Linked DNA regions of Lactuca sativa: region 2 is linked to region 1. The links are chromatin contacts, called in public Hi-C maps. All regions are on one chromosome and are shown on one strand. Each heading gives the region's core, a stretch centred on a gene start, on an enhancer-like site or on the middle of the called end of the contact. The rest is flanking DNA. Distances are from core to core; before and after follow the strand shown. Region 1 holds the start of LOC111889836 (pre-mRNA-splicing factor ATP-dependent RNA helicase DEAH7). Region 2 holds the start of LOC111906271 (urease).

What was found. A called contact is a pair of places that touch in the nucleus more often than the background predicts.
Region 2: a contact with region 1 is called in a Hi-C map of seed, with 4 times the contacts expected there. The contact joins the promoter of LOC111906271 here to the promoter of LOC111889836 in region 1. A contact is called at or near these places in 2 of 4 Hi-C or Micro-C datasets (leaf and seed).

What each region holds. Positions count from the first base shown.
Region 1 is chr4:4,537,576-4,541,908 of Lsat_Salinas_v11, forward strand. It overlaps LOC111889836 (pre-mRNA-splicing factor ATP-dependent RNA helicase DEAH7), which reads right to left and starts at 2,069. Exons shown (of 13, transcript XM_023885994.3): 1 at 1,721-2,069; 2 at 1,540-1,646; 3 at 1,303-1,358; 4 at 866-1,208; 5 at 706-770; 6 at 378-609; 7 at 1-292. The coding sequence starts at 1,308.
Region 2 is chr4:4,944,092-4,948,424 of Lsat_Salinas_v11, forward strand. LOC111906271 (urease) reads left to right here and starts at 2,000. Exons shown (of 17, transcript XM_023902032.3): 1 at 2,000-2,152; 2 at 2,404-2,532; 3 at 3,115-3,188; 4 at 3,330-3,375; 5 at 3,504-3,609; 6 at 3,695-3,837; 7 at 3,913-4,023; 8 at 4,100-4,263. The coding sequence starts at 2,407. LOC111906272 (probable pre-mRNA-splicing factor ATP-dependent RNA helicase DEAH4) reads left to right here. Exons shown (of 15, transcript XM_023902033.2): 11 at 1-52; 12 at 150-219; 13 at 325-485; 14 at 623-798; 15 at 1,218-1,520. The coding sequence ends at 1,371.

The sequences.
Region 1 (4,333 bases), core at 819-3,318:
GGTAGTGAACTTTCTGCAGCATGTGGTCGCTGAGATCTTCCACCAGATCTTGAAGTTGAGGATCTGACTGATCCAGATGCCCTAATCGGAACAGGAGAAGGGGCAAAATTGTCCCATGGAGAATCAGAGCGACCCATAGGAGTATTGCCACCATACCAAGGAGAAGGTAATCGTGCATCAGGTGAAGCACCAAGTAACATTGGTGAAGGTGAAGGTTTATGATGTCTACTCCCACTCGAATGCCGAGGTGAATCTTCCCATTCCCATCTTCCATCATCCCAATCAGATCTACCTACAATACACACACACACGTGATTCATTTTTAATAATGAGCAAATTGAACTGATAAAATAGTTATTACAAAAGTTAGTGCATACCAGGTGTCCTCTTTGAACTTTCATATCTGCTTCTTTTATTCCCATAATCTCTGTAGTCTTTTCCATAACGAGGTGATTGTTCCACATGGTTTCTCTCATCTCTATCACTACTGTAATGTCTCCTTCTTGAATCATCTCTGCTATCATACCTACGCCTATCATACTCTGTTGGATCATATCTATCACTCCGGTGTTGACTACTTCGGGAACTTCTAGATGAAGGAGTAACATCCTAAAATATCCAAATATGAAGTTAAGATAAATGTATGAACATTGAACAATCTAATATATAATATACAAAGAAGAAGGTAGCATCCTCTAAACTTACCTCAGAGTGTGAACCATGCCTAGCAGATCTGCCACCAGCTCGTTCTTCTTCAGTGATTTGACTTTCTGCAACATTCATAACAGTCAGATAGATCATAGAAGTTGATGTGTTTGTAAAGAGTTCATTAGAACAAGTTAAAAAGGTATCACAGGAATAATACCTGAACCAGATGTTTTGCTCCCAGTGGAATCACGATATTGTCTGCTTGTATAATTGCGACCACTGCTGGATACACCACTACCAACTTCATCAAGACCTGTAAGTGAGGATGTGGTTTTTTCCACATCTTCATCAAGAGATGTCATCATAGAAGAAATTTTTTCTTTAGGAACTTTAAATGATCCTTCAGCTCGTTTTGCACTTGCAAGAGCATCCAATCCTAGTAATGATTTCCTCTCAGGCGCTCTGAAGACAACCCTATCTTTCCCAGGCAATTGTAATCCTCCGCCACCGCTGTTATCAGGTTCCAATGTCTCCTTTATCTTGTCAATGTCAATTGGATTCTGTTTGTCAAAGTTTGAAAATCAAATAAGTTAATAACTGAGAAGAAGTATTTATGCTTTGTTAAAGAATAAACAGTTCATATTCTAAACTAACCTCCATGATCTGTGTTGACGAAGCTAAAACACAGCACCAATCAATAGAAAGAAAATCTGTTTATAATCAATTTAAATGAATAGAGATTAGTAAAAAAAATATATTAAAATCGCTGCATAAAAACTATAGTTCTAATGATCATGCCCTGATCCAATGCGGCAGAGGTAGGGTTTCAGAATTGTACTTAGAAATCAATAATAAGAAGAAATTGAGAAGGCAGATGGTAGATGGATGTACCAGGAACACCGTTGACGTTCGTAAGCGGAGAGGCGCTGGATGTGCCGAGTCAGGAACAGAACTTCGATCAAGAAGAGATTTTGGTTTTTAGGGTTTATAATTGGATTCTAGATAAGAATACAGCTGATTTAAACACGAATCGACAATACAAATATTAAGAATATGAAAAAAGATTTCATACCTTTAATGGTAAGATTCTAAGTGAATAAAGAAACCTTGAAGCAGAACTATTGAGAGGGATGAACTGTGAAAATATGTTCTAAGAATATTGTGTGAAACAGAAATATGAAGGTGAGGGTGGATTTGTGGCGATGTCGGTGAAGAATTAAGAGTAATTGAAAAAAGTTGTGGTCGTTTGAAGGAAAAACCCTAAGGAGGGTAGGGGCGGAATCGTCAGGAATGATGGTCGATACCCAAGACCATCGACTAGCGATAGCCAAAGACTGGCGAGACAGGGAGAGACGAGAGCCGTATTGGTCAATTGCTTGGGCGAAGGATTTCAAAAATTTTGTTTTTGACCGACTTAACGGCCAAGCATTGAGTTTTTTTTTTCAGAAAATTATAAATTTAGGGGCAGTTTGATTTAAACAAGTAAGTGTTGACTCCTGACTTGGTTAGCAGCCTAGTTGTTTGATAGATGCAATATGTAGCTGACTCATTGAACATTGTTGACCCAAATGGCTTAGTCAGTAAGCCTAAAAATCTTTGTTGGCAGGAAAAGAAAAAGCCCAAATGACTTACTCAATAAGCCTAAAAATCTTGACTGACTTGAAAAAAAACCAACAACCCTTAATTTCTTTTATTTTCCATCGTCTTCCATTCAAGACCTAAAACAAACACGCTGAAAAAAATAGTTCCATTTGATTAGTCAGCTCATCCTCAACATCTCACATCGGCGACTTCCCTTGAATAGCATCTCCGACCGGCGACGACATTCACATCATCAGCAACGACGTCTACAACAGGTAACGTATTTTGCCTTTTTTTGTTTTTTTTTTCTGAAATCACAAAAATGTTAATGTCAAGTGAAATTATTGATTTCATTCTTCTTGGATTGAAATGCTTTAAAGGGTGTGCATAAAATCAGTTGATAATGTATATTTATGTATGAAATCTGATTTTCTCTATATGAACTAGTGTGTGATTTTAATATGAACTAATGTGTGAATAAAATCAGATTTTAGGTATGTGAAATCAGAAAATGTTGTATATGTTGGTCTAAAATCAGATAATGTTGAATATGTTGTATATGTTTGTATGAAATCAAAACTTAGAAAATGTTATATGCTTATGAAATCAGAATTTATTTGTATGAAATCAAAATTGATGTTGTATATGTTGTTAAAAATGTGATGAAAACAAATGTTGTGTCGTCGTTCCGTTAGCAAGACACCGGTTGGCCAATTTAATCTCCGGTCGGAACATGTAGTCACAATCAAACACTACGTCAGACGCTCTCCGGGAGGGGATCCAGGGAGGACGCTCTGACGATCTATTCAGCAATATAGGGGAGAGACTTAGCAGGATATGAGAGAGAAAGAGAGAGGGAGAGAGAGAGAGAGAGAGAGAGAAAGAGTGAGAGAGAGAGAGAGAGAGAGTAAAATAAATTGTACCTTTTAGGGGCTTCCTAAGTCCCTTGTATAGTTAGGGTTTCAGGTAGAGGGGAACAGAATAACGACATTTGATATATCGGGTTGTTACTATCTAATCTTTCATATGTTCTGATTGGGGTAGAGGGAATAAATGATAGTGGCCCGTGCACAACTGTACTGACGTCTTCCTTTGTATGACAACCTATAGCCTTGCTTAGGGAGAAAGAGACTTTCCCCTAGATGACGTTGTCTAGTTTTGCCCTGAAAGGGGTAAAATAATGAGAATGTAACCCAAACTACATCAATTATAGTTTACAATATATGTTTCATTTGAACTGATAACTGTTGTGTCATAAGATGTTCTGTATGCACATGTTTTCATGTAATAGTTATAGAAACTGTAAGAAAACATAAACAATTGTTTGAAATTTTACATTAAGTTTCCTTGTGTTTTACTTGTATCCCCCCCCCCCTTTAAAACATGGAAAAAAGTTATAAAAAATGTAGGGGTATGAACTCACTTGATAAATGGTGATTTGGGCAGCGCTTCGTTTCTAGAAATGATTTTACTTAATGAAACCTCTAGTTTCTGATGAACACCAGGCTTTATGCGGGCAGAGTTTCGACTGAAAAAAGATTATTTTCTCGAGGACTTTGATGGCTTCGGGCTTTCTTCGGGTGTTAGGGGGTTTCCTTAGGCGTCGGGGGGTTTAACGTGGCTTAAAAAGGTGTTTAAAGGTAAAGACGGAGTGAAATTTCTAAACTAAACCCGGAGGCCTCGCATCCTATTTATAGGAGGCTTCTGACCTCGGTATGCAGGGCGTTCCTACGAGGGACGCTGCGCGTTCCAGAGCGCAATGTGTTCCTTCATACGCAGCGCGTTCGGTGAGATGTGGTTGCGGATTGTTTTTCGGGTTTCGGACGTGTCAATGGTTCGAGATACGTGTCCACCTGCATGCGAACACGGGGCGTTCCCTCGAACGCATGGCGTTCCCCTTCGGATAAGCCTCGAAGTGTGTGTCCAAAACTTCAAAAATTCATAATTTTTGCATACGAACTCCGTTTTCGACGTTCTTTATATCCACACGTAGGTGAGACTGTACTATACAACTTCCATTTAGACTTCGTCGACTGATTTTGAGTTTATTTTTAATATTATATTTTTTAAATTTTAATAGGCCAGGACATGAAAAATCCGTTAA
Region 2 (4,333 bases), core at 750-3,249, 410 kb after region 1:
TTGGGATGAAGTTGACTATAGTATTGACTGGTGTAAAGATAACAACCTACAGGTTTTAATTATTTTTGTAAAATTGCATACAGTTATTTTTTGGTATGTGTGAGCCGTATAAGACTAATGATTGTTTTGTTGAAATTTGGTATATTCAGGTACGTGGGATGCTATTTGCTAAAGATGTTCGGAAACAATTGTCGCAAATAATGCAGAAGGTTGCAAAAGGTTAGCAATAGAAACATATTTTCTCAAATATATGCTTTAACTTTTCAGATTATAAAATGGACGCATAGTTTAATGGAAGTGTGTGTTTGATTATTACTGAAACAGGAGGCTTAGATATAAAAAGAAAGGAAAGAAGGAGAGATAGAGAAGAAAATTATAAGAATCTAAGAAAGGCTTTGTGTGTGGGGTATGCAAGCCAGCTGGCAGAGCGGATGATTCGTCATAACGGTTACCGGACTCTTGGCTTCAAGTCTCAACTTGTCCAGGTAAAATAAACAACCAACAACAAGAGAGTCGGTAATGACTCATTCCATTCCAACATGATAACGGAGTGGTAATTACCGATTCCATTCCATGTATGATCTAACTAACTCTAACCAAATGGATTTTTGTGTGTTGGTAGGTGCACCCGTCTTCCGTGCTGCGAACAGATGAAGAAGGAATGCTTCCAAATTATGTTGTGTACCATGAACTTATTTCTACTACACGCCCATACATGCGCAATCTGTGTGAAGTAGAGATGCAATGGGTGACCCCAATATTGCAAAAGCTTGAGAAGCTAAATGTCAACAAACTAAGGTACATAAAACTTTAACTTGTTCAGACCTACATTTATATTCTATACACATACATATACATAGACTTATATATAGTTAAGCATTTTTTACCAATAATAGAAATATAACCCATAATAGCAACCTTTAAACATACTTGCAATTCATTTTCCATAAGTACATTGTTATTACCTGCATTATACCCTTGACAAAAATGGAAGCACAATGTACTTTCATTATTTAATTTATTTAGTCACTAGTGATTAATCCATTATGTTTTTTTTTTTTTAACTTGGAAAAAAATCATTTTTTTAGGTTACCAATGGTTTTCTTTATACACTAATCGATAAAATGGTGAAAGTACAAGTGCTTTACTGTATTTTACGGTGTATATATATATATATATTGTATCTATCTATATTCATATATGAATCTTTGGAGCAGTGGTGGATCGAACCAGGCCGAGGAGGCGAGCACAACCGATGATTTGGGTGGTCCCCAGAGAGAGAGAGAGAAAGAGGTGAAAAATGGAGATGACTCCAACGCTAGAATACAAGCAGCTCGGGACCGCTTTCTAGCCCGGAAAGGAAATAAATAGACAAAAGATTTGACCATCATGTAATAGAGAAAAAACACAACTGTTGACAATATATACACAATCTATGGGTTTTACCCAATTGGTATCTAACTAACTCTTCCAGTATAGTGGTTGTAAGTCGAAACATTAAATTTCATTTTTTACCCTTATGTTTTGTATAACTGTCATCCTTGTTCTTATGGTTTCAAAGCCTTTTGGTTAATGCAACACATGAAATTAATTGTCCATCGACTTTGACCTTGTAACCCAGTAAAACCAAGTTTCAAAAGTTATACACAACCTTTTTATGCAATGAACTAAGTTTTTTTTTAATATATAACATGAACAAGTTACATACACCATTGATTTTATATTCATAAAAAAAACTTGTTCTAAAGTTTTTTATATTGTTAAAATTGCAAAAAAAAACCTTGTCACTATAGCTTTAAGATTGAAGGAAATTGTTTTTGTATGTTAGAAGGACTTGATGGAAATTGGAAAAAGAATATATGTACCACTCAGTTTTGGTTTTGTTAATAAAATCAACAAAATCACCACAAAACTTGTGGTTAACGAACGCATCATTGATGCAAAATGGTTTCGGGTCAACCGTCAAGGGACTAAAATATAACAACATAATGTTTGAAGGAGCCAATCTGAAAATTTCCAGTTCCCGTAATTCCACCTATGGAGATAGCACAGCAGCAATATGATTTTAGATTCATAACAGAGGGTCAACACAGCCTTCGCTCTCACTCCCTAAAGCCTACTACTCTACTACAACGCTCAGTTTCAATCATCGGTGAGACTCGGATCCTATTTTCAATAGACAGAATCATATAATCACAAATTTTAAACAAATGTAGAATCGCTGGTTGTTTGTTTCAGCTATTGGATTTGTATCTTTGAAATATCTTACAATTCATCATCATCGTAATCTAGGAGTTTAATCCAATTGTTTGATCGATTTTGTTGTTTGTGTTTATGCTGACGTTTTTTTTTTTTTTTTTTTTTTTTTTTTTTTTTTTTTTTTTTTAATTTATGAAATGAAAGACGATGAGGTTGGCGCCGAGGGAGGTGGAGAAATTGATGTTACACAATGCTGGATATTTAGCGCAGAAGCGTCTTGCTCGTGGATTAAGGCTTAATTACACCGAAGCTGTTGCACTTATTGCCACTCAGGTAGTTGATTTAATTAATTCACTTTGATATTATGTGGCAGTCGATTTGTATCTCTAAGCAACCGATGCTATTTTAGAATGACTGTTGGGGAATCATATTGAACATAGAACAGGGTATTGATAATCAATACCTTGGATATTGAAATTGGATCATGTGAGACACTTCAAGTTTTGGCAAAAACACGATCTCCAATGGCTAAATTCGTATTAGGCTTGTTAATGCAAATGAATAAACATCAATGACAATTATCGATGATTGAAAGCAGTTTTGGTTACATGAAAAGAGGCAGAGTTTGACTCATAAGTTGAAGTTAATCGTGGTCCATATCTCCATAAATACCAACATTCTTCTGTTAGTAATAGCAAAATTCTTCTGTTTGTAAAGTTAAAAACAGTTATGATCCAGTTTCAATAAATAAGAAGCATCAAAATCTACTTGAAATTTAGACTTAGATCTTTTTCCAAAATGGGAAATGCTGATTTTTTAGGTCAAAAAGACTAATATTAACTTTGTAATTGCATGATTCGTTTTGATTTTCTTGAAAATAGTTTGATAACAAAGTTAAACCATCCCTATTGTTAGATTTTGGAGTTTGTACATGATGGTGACAAAAGTGTGGCAGAATTGATGGATGTCGGGAGACAGCTTTTAGGAAGGTACATTGTAATATATATATATATATATTTTTGAAAGAGTACATTGTAATATATTACTCAACAAATAACTTGCTTCTTTTAACAATCAATCTGATATTTGGACACAATTAACAAATCTTACATATATATTTTTGTCATCAGGAGACAAGTTCTTCCAACAGTTCCACACCTTTTGGATTCTGTCCAGGTCAATATTTCTCATTTGATCTCAAAACTTCCTCTTGTATTACATAAGCCTAAAATCTGTTCCACTTTACTATCCGAGTTTATCAATTTGCATCAACTCTTTTTCATTGATGCTTAAATTATGTTTAGGTAGAGGGAACCTTTCCTGATGGAACAAAGTTAATTACTGTACATGATCCAGTATCTTGTGAAAATGGAAATCTTGAAATGGCTTTACATGGATCTTTTCTTCCAGGTCAGCAATCTGTTCTTTCATCTTTACAGATCCATTTTACTTATCCTGCCTGCTAAATTTGATTGACATTTTGTTGCTTCTGCAGTTCCTTCACTTGAAAAGTTTCCAAATATAGAAACTTGTAAGATTCCTGGTGAACTAATCTTCAGACATGGATATATAATGCTTAATTCTGGAAGGGAAGCAGTAATCCTTAAAGTAACTAACAATGGAGATAGACCAATACAGGTGGCTTCCTACTTTCCTTTTCACATTTTAATGTTTTTTCTTACATAATTACTTAAATAAATACTACTTTTACAGGTTGGAAGCCATTACCATTTTATCGAGGTCAATCCAAGTTTGATTTTTGATCGAAGAAAAGCATATGGCATGAGATTAAATATACCCGCAGGAACAGCTACCAGATTTGAGGTCAGATACTTAACCTTAAGGCACTATATTTTATTTAAATTTAAAAATAAATATGTACTTAATTTTACTTTTCCAGCCAGGGGATGCAAAATCTGTCACTCTTGTAAAAATTGGTGGCATGCAAGTAATTAGAGGAGGGAATGCAATCGCAGACAGCCCTGTCACTGATTCCAATGTCAAAACAGTAATGGAATCAGTACACACAAGAGGATTCGGCAATTCCGAAGATACCAGTACCAAGTTAAGATATCAAAAGCTGTTTCTTTTGGTATTTCTGTATAAACTATAACTGTGTGCTATTTATTTAATT